Linked DNA regions of Mus musculus: region 2 is linked to region 1. The links are chromatin contacts, called in public Micro-C maps. All regions are on one chromosome and are shown on one strand. The core of a region is the stretch at or near the end of the contact, and the rest is flanking DNA. Distances in the headings are between cores, read along the strand shown. Region 1 holds the start of Lrfn1 (leucine rich repeat and fibronectin type III domain containing 1). Region 2 overlaps Eif3k (eukaryotic translation initiation factor 3, subunit K).

Evidence for each region. A called contact is a pair of places that touch in the nucleus more often than the background predicts.
Region 2: a contact with region 1 is called in a Micro-C map of embryonic stem cells, with 3 times the contacts expected there. The contact joins the enhancer-like site here to the promoter of Lrfn1 in region 1. A contact is called at or near these places in 4 of 39 promoter capture datasets (3T3-L1-derived adipocytes, the C10 cell line, hematopoietic stem and progenitor cells and 1 more) and 3 of 484 Hi-C or Micro-C datasets (cortical neurons and embryonic stem cells).

Annotation. Positions count from the first base shown.
Region 1 is chr7:28,450,669-28,453,933 of GRCm38.p6, reverse strand. Lrfn1 (leucine rich repeat and fibronectin type III domain containing 1) reads right to left here and starts at 1,696. Exons shown (of 5, transcript NM_001141921.1): 1 at 1,598-1,696.
Region 2 is chr7:28,968,180-28,971,444 of GRCm38.p6, reverse strand. Eif3k (eukaryotic translation initiation factor 3, subunit K) reads left to right here. Exons shown (of 8, transcript NM_028659.3): 8 at 7-73. The coding sequence ends at 38. Among named protein-coding and RNA genes, the nearest start is that of Actn4, 7.5 kb to the right of the region's middle. Within about 2 kb of position 1,659, at least 50 of the 459 cell types and tissues checked have an H3K27ac peak or open chromatin away from gene starts, as enhancers often do. A contact at or near this core is called in embryonic stem cells, where this site is marked.

The DNA.
Region 1 (3,265 bases), core at 447-2,946:
AGGAGACAGTCACATTTGTGTTCCAGGACCACACACTACGCCTTGGTGTGCTACAGATCACACTCACTAGACCCAGAATTAGGGTCAATCTTGTGCCCAAGGCACAGGTACACATGTATCTTGCAGAGATACAGGCCTAAACATACAGAACCTGGTCCCCAGAGACTAAAGTAGGAAAGGACTCCCAAGATAGACACACACCCTCAAGGCTGGCATATCTGCATACAACACTCATATACACATACACACAGGCTATCCGTTGCACACTCACAGATGTACAGCTACAGAAAAGCCCACATGCCCCTTAATAGACAACCAGACAGCTACGTCTATATAGCCTTTGCACACTTGTCAACACACAGTGGCTCACACATATAAGACTCACCTGCACAATGAAAGATACATAGGTGCACACTCTTACACACCTAAACACATTCGTGCAACTTCACATATTCCCACTGGGTAGTCATAGAGCAGATAAAGCACCAACAGACACACGCGTGCACAGTCAGTGCACGCCTCACACATGTACACAGAACCCCTGGCACGAACACACACTGACAAAGCAGGAAGCCATGAACAAGCACACTGGCACTTTGTAAGCACTCTAAGAGGCTCACCCATGGCAGATACACTCAGGCCACAGTCCCATGAGGAACCAACACACTTGTAAATGCACACAAAATACCAAAGCCCAGAGCAGTCAACAGAACAGCTAGCTTCACACTCAGTCACTGCTACCCATCCCTCATGGCCCTGGCTCTCCTGCCCCACCTACTTCCCAGGCCAAATACATTCTAACACCCCTTCCAGTCCCTGTTACACCCTTCTCCAAAAAGAATCGGGCACAAGCCAGGGCCAAAGGTCATATAGTTCAGCAGGTGGGATTCCATCAGGAAGGGGTTGAGTCCCAAAGCCGGGTTCCAACAAGATTCTGCCACCAGGAACCCCCAGAGTTTCCCCAGCCTTACCATCAAGATATAGGCAACTGGGGCGCTATCTGCAGATGCCCGGCAGGTGGGGGAGTTAGGGTGGGGTGGGGTGGGAAGGGCCAGGTCTTCAACCCCACCCTCCACTCTCCAACCCTCAGCCCCCACCCCAGGGCCCATCTGTCCATCCCTCGGCCTCTCATTCCTCCATCTGTCCACCTCCCGGCCTCCCATCCCCCCTCCCCAACCAACCACGGAGAAGAGGAGAAAGACATGGCCGTCTCCCCCAAGGATCACTGAGGACCCCCCCCCTCCAGTTGACATGTACCGAGGGATCAGCCAAGTCCCCCCCCCCCCATCTATTCGGAGACCTGGCCCCACTATGCGCTGAGCCTCAGCCCCCACCCCAGCAGGATACCTGACACAGACACACACACACACACACACACCCTTGGAGACATCCAAACCGCACACAACACACACACGGACACACACAGAGACATACACATACACACACACCCGAGCGAACACACCCGGCACCGCAGCCCCTCGCATGGACATCCAACCCAGCCGGACACAGACCCCCAACGCTGCCAGCCGCACGCGCGCAAAGGCCCGCTGGGCCCCCCCACCCCCCGCACACCTGGGCGCGCAGCCCCCGCACACACCTGCACACAGCCCCTCGGACGGGCGCGCCACAGCCCCCCAGATCCGGCGCCCCGGAGTGTGTGGGACACACGCGCGCACACACGCACACATGCACACATGCACACGCACGGCCGACCGCGGCCCCGCACACGCCCGGATGGCCACACCGGCGGGGCGCCCGGCACACACAGGGCCGCGGGCCGGCGCACGCCGGGCCCCGCCGCAGCGCCGCGGACACACGGGCACGCTCGTCCCCGCGCCCCCGCCCGCCGCCTCCAAAGAGCCCCCGGGGCCGCCGTGGGCCACGCTCACCCAGCCCGGGGGAGGGGGCCCGGGGCCCGGCCCCACCGCCGCCGCCGCCTCGCGCCGCGCCATGGTGGGGGGAGGGTCGGGGGAGGGGGCGCGGTGCCGCGGGGCCGCCTCCCGCCCGCCTCCCGCCTCCCGCCCGCCCTCCCGCGCGCCGCCGCGCTCCGCCCTCCGCGTCGCCGCCGCAAGGGGGGGAGGGGGCGCGGACCGGAGGTGGGGCGGCCACACGCACTCCCAGGTCGCCGCAGACCCCCTCTCCACTGCAGAGCGCCCTGGTCCAGCCCCCGCCCCGGCCCCACCCCTGTCCCCTAGACCACGCCCCAGCGGCTACTTGGACCCCCTACACACACCCCTGCTCTCTCCATCACATCCTTAGAGTGCGGGTCTTTGAAGCCCCAGACCATGTTGGAGAGCCACCTGGAACCAGGAACTGTTCTACTCTTTTTCGTGACTTCAGACAGGGGTGGAGGCACACCCTGTCAGGAACCCTAAACCATATACCTCTAATTCCAGAAGCACCCCCCAGGTCATATCACAACATCCCAGGGGATCCAGATACCAACCTACCTCCCAGTCATCCTAAATCATACCCAAGGCTCAGATAGATGGTCCACAGACCACACCCCGAAATCCAGGGAGGACTCAGACTATATGTCAGTGTCCATAAAGAGCCTACCATAGCTTGATTCACTGGTGAACCCTGAGGAGCCACGCCATGTTTCATAGCCATCCAGAGTAAAAACTGATCCAACCCCAGCAATGTCTTCCCTCCATCAAGGACTTTAAACTGTTCCCTGTCCACCAGTAGCAATTGTATGCCATGGCTAATGTCTGAGGAACGCCAACCATCTCTTCTCCCTATGGGAAACCCTTAAACTTTCCTCATTTCTCCAATGATACCTCAGGTCTTCCTTTAACACTCTTGGGAACCTTGGAACTTTCCCTCTGTCCCTTTCAGAGCACCCCTTCCTTGGTTTACCTCTGCCACCATTTGCTGTAGGTTTCTTCCCACCCCCACCTCACCCACCCCCACTCCACCCCTCACTCCCAGCAACCAGTCCTGCTGCCTTCAGCCCCCTGCAACCCCTTCCTCACTCTCACTCCTGTAGATCCCTGAATACCTTACTTATTCCTTGTTTGGACCTTCAGTGTTTAACTCCTACCCCAGAGCCTACCTCCTGCCCTTTTCTCAGAGTCCACTGGGTGTCTCAGGCCATGTTCCTTCACTTTCTGACATACACATGAACTCCCAAACTCAGCAAGGCCTCCCCTCAAAATATATAGAGTTTTTCAGAGTTTTTAATAGTCAAATGCAAAGATCTGGTTCAGTTCAGCTCCTTCACTGCCAAACCTGGGGACAGGGACTGTTTCAGCTTCTCTGC
Region 2 (3,265 bases), core at 410-2,909, 520 kb before region 1:
CAACAGGTGTGTCCAGCATCATGGCCTCCTCCCAGTAAGCCAGTGTGCGTTAATAAAGATTTGTTCACTCCGCCCTATTGTCTCTTGCCTGTACCCTCAGAGAGCCAACTTGTGGCCCAAGCTGGGGCCCTTCCCTCTTCTCGGGCGTCCCCCATGCCACTTCCTCCTTTGTCCCACCCTGCTGCCTTTCCCTGCCCCTCCTTTTCTGACCTGTGAGTCAGTGCAGGATGGGGTAGGCTGAGGCCAGTGAATGGCCTTGGGAGGTGCCGCCCTGGGGCCCTGGGCTCCTCAGAGAGGAGAGCAGAGCATGTTCTTGTCTTTGACAAGTCACCTGCTTCTGGGAAGGAGAGCTTAGTGCTTCCTCGGCTGGCAGGGGTGACAGCCTGCACTTGGGAGGTGCAGGTAGGAAGATCGGGGATCAGAAGCCACCCTCAGCACCAGGCTCTGTCTTTAAAAGGGGGGGCTGAGCGGGCCTGGTGGCGCATGCCTTTAATCCCAGCACTCAGGAGGCAGAAGCAAGCGGATTTCTGGTCTACAAAGTGAGTTCCAGGACAGCCAGGGCTATACAGAGAAACCATGTCTCGAAAAAAAAGAGGGGGGGGTGGTTTGAGGGGGTCAGTCCATAAGCTTTCTGCTGCTCTAATAAAAAGATGTGGTGACACACTTGTAACCCCTTCCACTGGGGAGTCTGAGACAGGAGCTTCCCCGAGGTTAGCTGGCCAGCCTCTTTAACCACGCTGCTGAGCTCGGAGGCCAGCAGGGAACCCTGATTTAATTGGTGCTAAAGCTATATTCAGTGTGGTTCGGTTCTGAGCATCACAACACACATGTAACCGCAATCTTTGGGAGGTTGAGCCCCACGTGTACATATGTACACACACCACACTGGACGACTTGAAGTGCTTTGCTCTGTTCCTCTAACAGCCCTTAGCTGCTGCTTTTCAGTAATCCAAAACTCCTTGATTCACCAGAGAAACACAGATGAGGAAGCGGGAAGCATTCATCTTGGGCTCTGATGATCTGTCGCCCAGGTTGTTGGCTGGCCTTTCTGGAGGTTATAGTTGGAAAGGTTACCAGACTGTCTGCCTTGTCAGCTGTCCTCCCAGCCACCCAGTTCATGTCACACCCAAGATATTCCAGGTATTCTGGCCAAGAAACCTTGAACAGGTGATTTCAGTGTGCACAGGGTCAGGGGTGAGGTCAGTGGAGATAAGTGACCCAGTAAATGTGCAGCCACTCCCATCTCCCTTGGGGCCTGTTCTGTCATGCCAGGGAATGGACTGCTGGCATGTTCATCCCTCCCTGAAGTCAGCACTCACCCGTCATTCCTCCTGAGGATCCTGGCCCAGGGAACCAGGGTGGGGCACACACCCTTTGCTCCGGCCTTTAGACCTACCCTACCGGAGCCAGCACCCGGAACTAGACCTCATCTTAACCCTGGGGACAGCAAATAAATGACTGTTCCCGAAAGCTCTGAGGTGCTAGAGGAGGGAGGGCTGGTATGCTGCCCCACCCTCAGCCATCTTGTGTAGAAATCAAGGAGCCATCTCTGGGTGGGACCACAACTAGGCATCCGCAGCAGGTGCTTCTGTGTAGGATGCAACTTGAACAACTGGCCACGGCTGCTGCTCGGGAGGAGAAATGACCTCCTGCCCTTGGGCAGCCGGATCATCTCACTTTCAATCTGGCTCTGACTAAAGACTACTGACGTGTGGGCGGGCGTTGTTTAATGGCTGGAACCTCTGTGTGTGTGTGTGTGTGTGTGTGTGTGTGTGTGTGAGAGTGTGTGATATAAAACTCCAGAGTCTAACTTGGTGAGTGTCTCCTGGAGCTGCCACAGTCACCTGTGACAGTCCACTGTCCACCCCCAACTTGGGAGACAATCCTCTGTCCTTTCAGGAGACTCCTCTTACAGTGTTAACAAAGGACACAGGAGCCAGCCATAGTTTCCTGGCATTCTGGAGGCTGAGGCAGGAGGACTGCTTGGAATTCAAGATCAGCCTGGAATACAAAGGGAGACCCTGTGTGGTGGAACACTAACAGGCATAACAGCTAGTCTTTTAAGTCTAGAGTAGTGTGCTGGATGGCATGGCGGCACACTCCTTTAATCTCAGCACTGTGGAGGGAGAGCCATGTGTGTTCCAGGCCAGCCAAACTACATGGTAAGACCCTGTCTCAAAAGGTTAGGGTTGGAGAGATGGCTTCATGACTAAGAGCACTTGCTGTGCTTATAGATAACCTGGGTCCGGTTCCTAGAACCCACATGTTAGCTCACAATTCTCTGTAACTATGGTTCCAGGACACTCTGCTCCCTTCTGTTCTCTGAGGGGACCAGGCATACATATGGTGCTTGTATGTATATGTGCACAGACACAGACACACACTCCCGTATGTACACACGTTCTTAACAAAGAACCAGCAGTTGTGGTTACTTACAGGAGACCCTCAGAGTCAGACTACCCTTAACAGTCCCCTCATGGAAGTGAGAGGTGTATGAGCCCCTTCGTCCCCAAGTATATAGAAGGTCCTATCACTCCCATGACCAAGGGTGTTGGTCATGGAAGTGCTCAAGGGACCATTTCATGCAAACCTCACTATCCAAGCAGCTGCCTCTACTTCTGAGCTATTGGGCTGGAAATCCCAGTGCCCACCAGTAAATGGGCAGGGAGGGTGATGGCCACTTGATTCCATCACAAGAGTCCTGAGCTAAGCTGGGCATGCAACACACCCATGGAATCCTAGCTATTGAGAGATGGGTGATCAGGAGTTCAAGGCTATCCTCAGAGAAGTAGGGCGTTTGAGGCCAGAATGGCTTACTTGAGATCGCCTGCAAAAAAGCCATTTCCCTGGGGTCCTTCTGGTTTCAGTAAAGATCCCACATGTCTCTGTCGCTCAGAACCCAATTCTAGGGAGTCACCCTGATTGTCCCAACAAAGTTAAATTCATGATACTCTTTTTTTTTTTTTTTTTTTTTTTTTTTTGAGACAGGGTTTCTCTGTGTAGCTCTGGCTGTCCTGGAACTCACTTTGTAGACCAGGCTGGCCTCGAACTCAGAAATACGCCTGCCTCTGCCTCCCACGTGCTGGAATTAAAGGCATGCGCCACCACGCCCAGCTAATTCATGATACTCTTCCCCACCCCACTTTCCTGATCTCCCTCCTCCACAGTGCTGTAGATGACGCAGTCCTTCCTCACCTGTGGTTCTTCGAGAGCCAGGAGCCTCCTACTGCTACTAACCCCACTGTAACATCCTCATAAAAATATA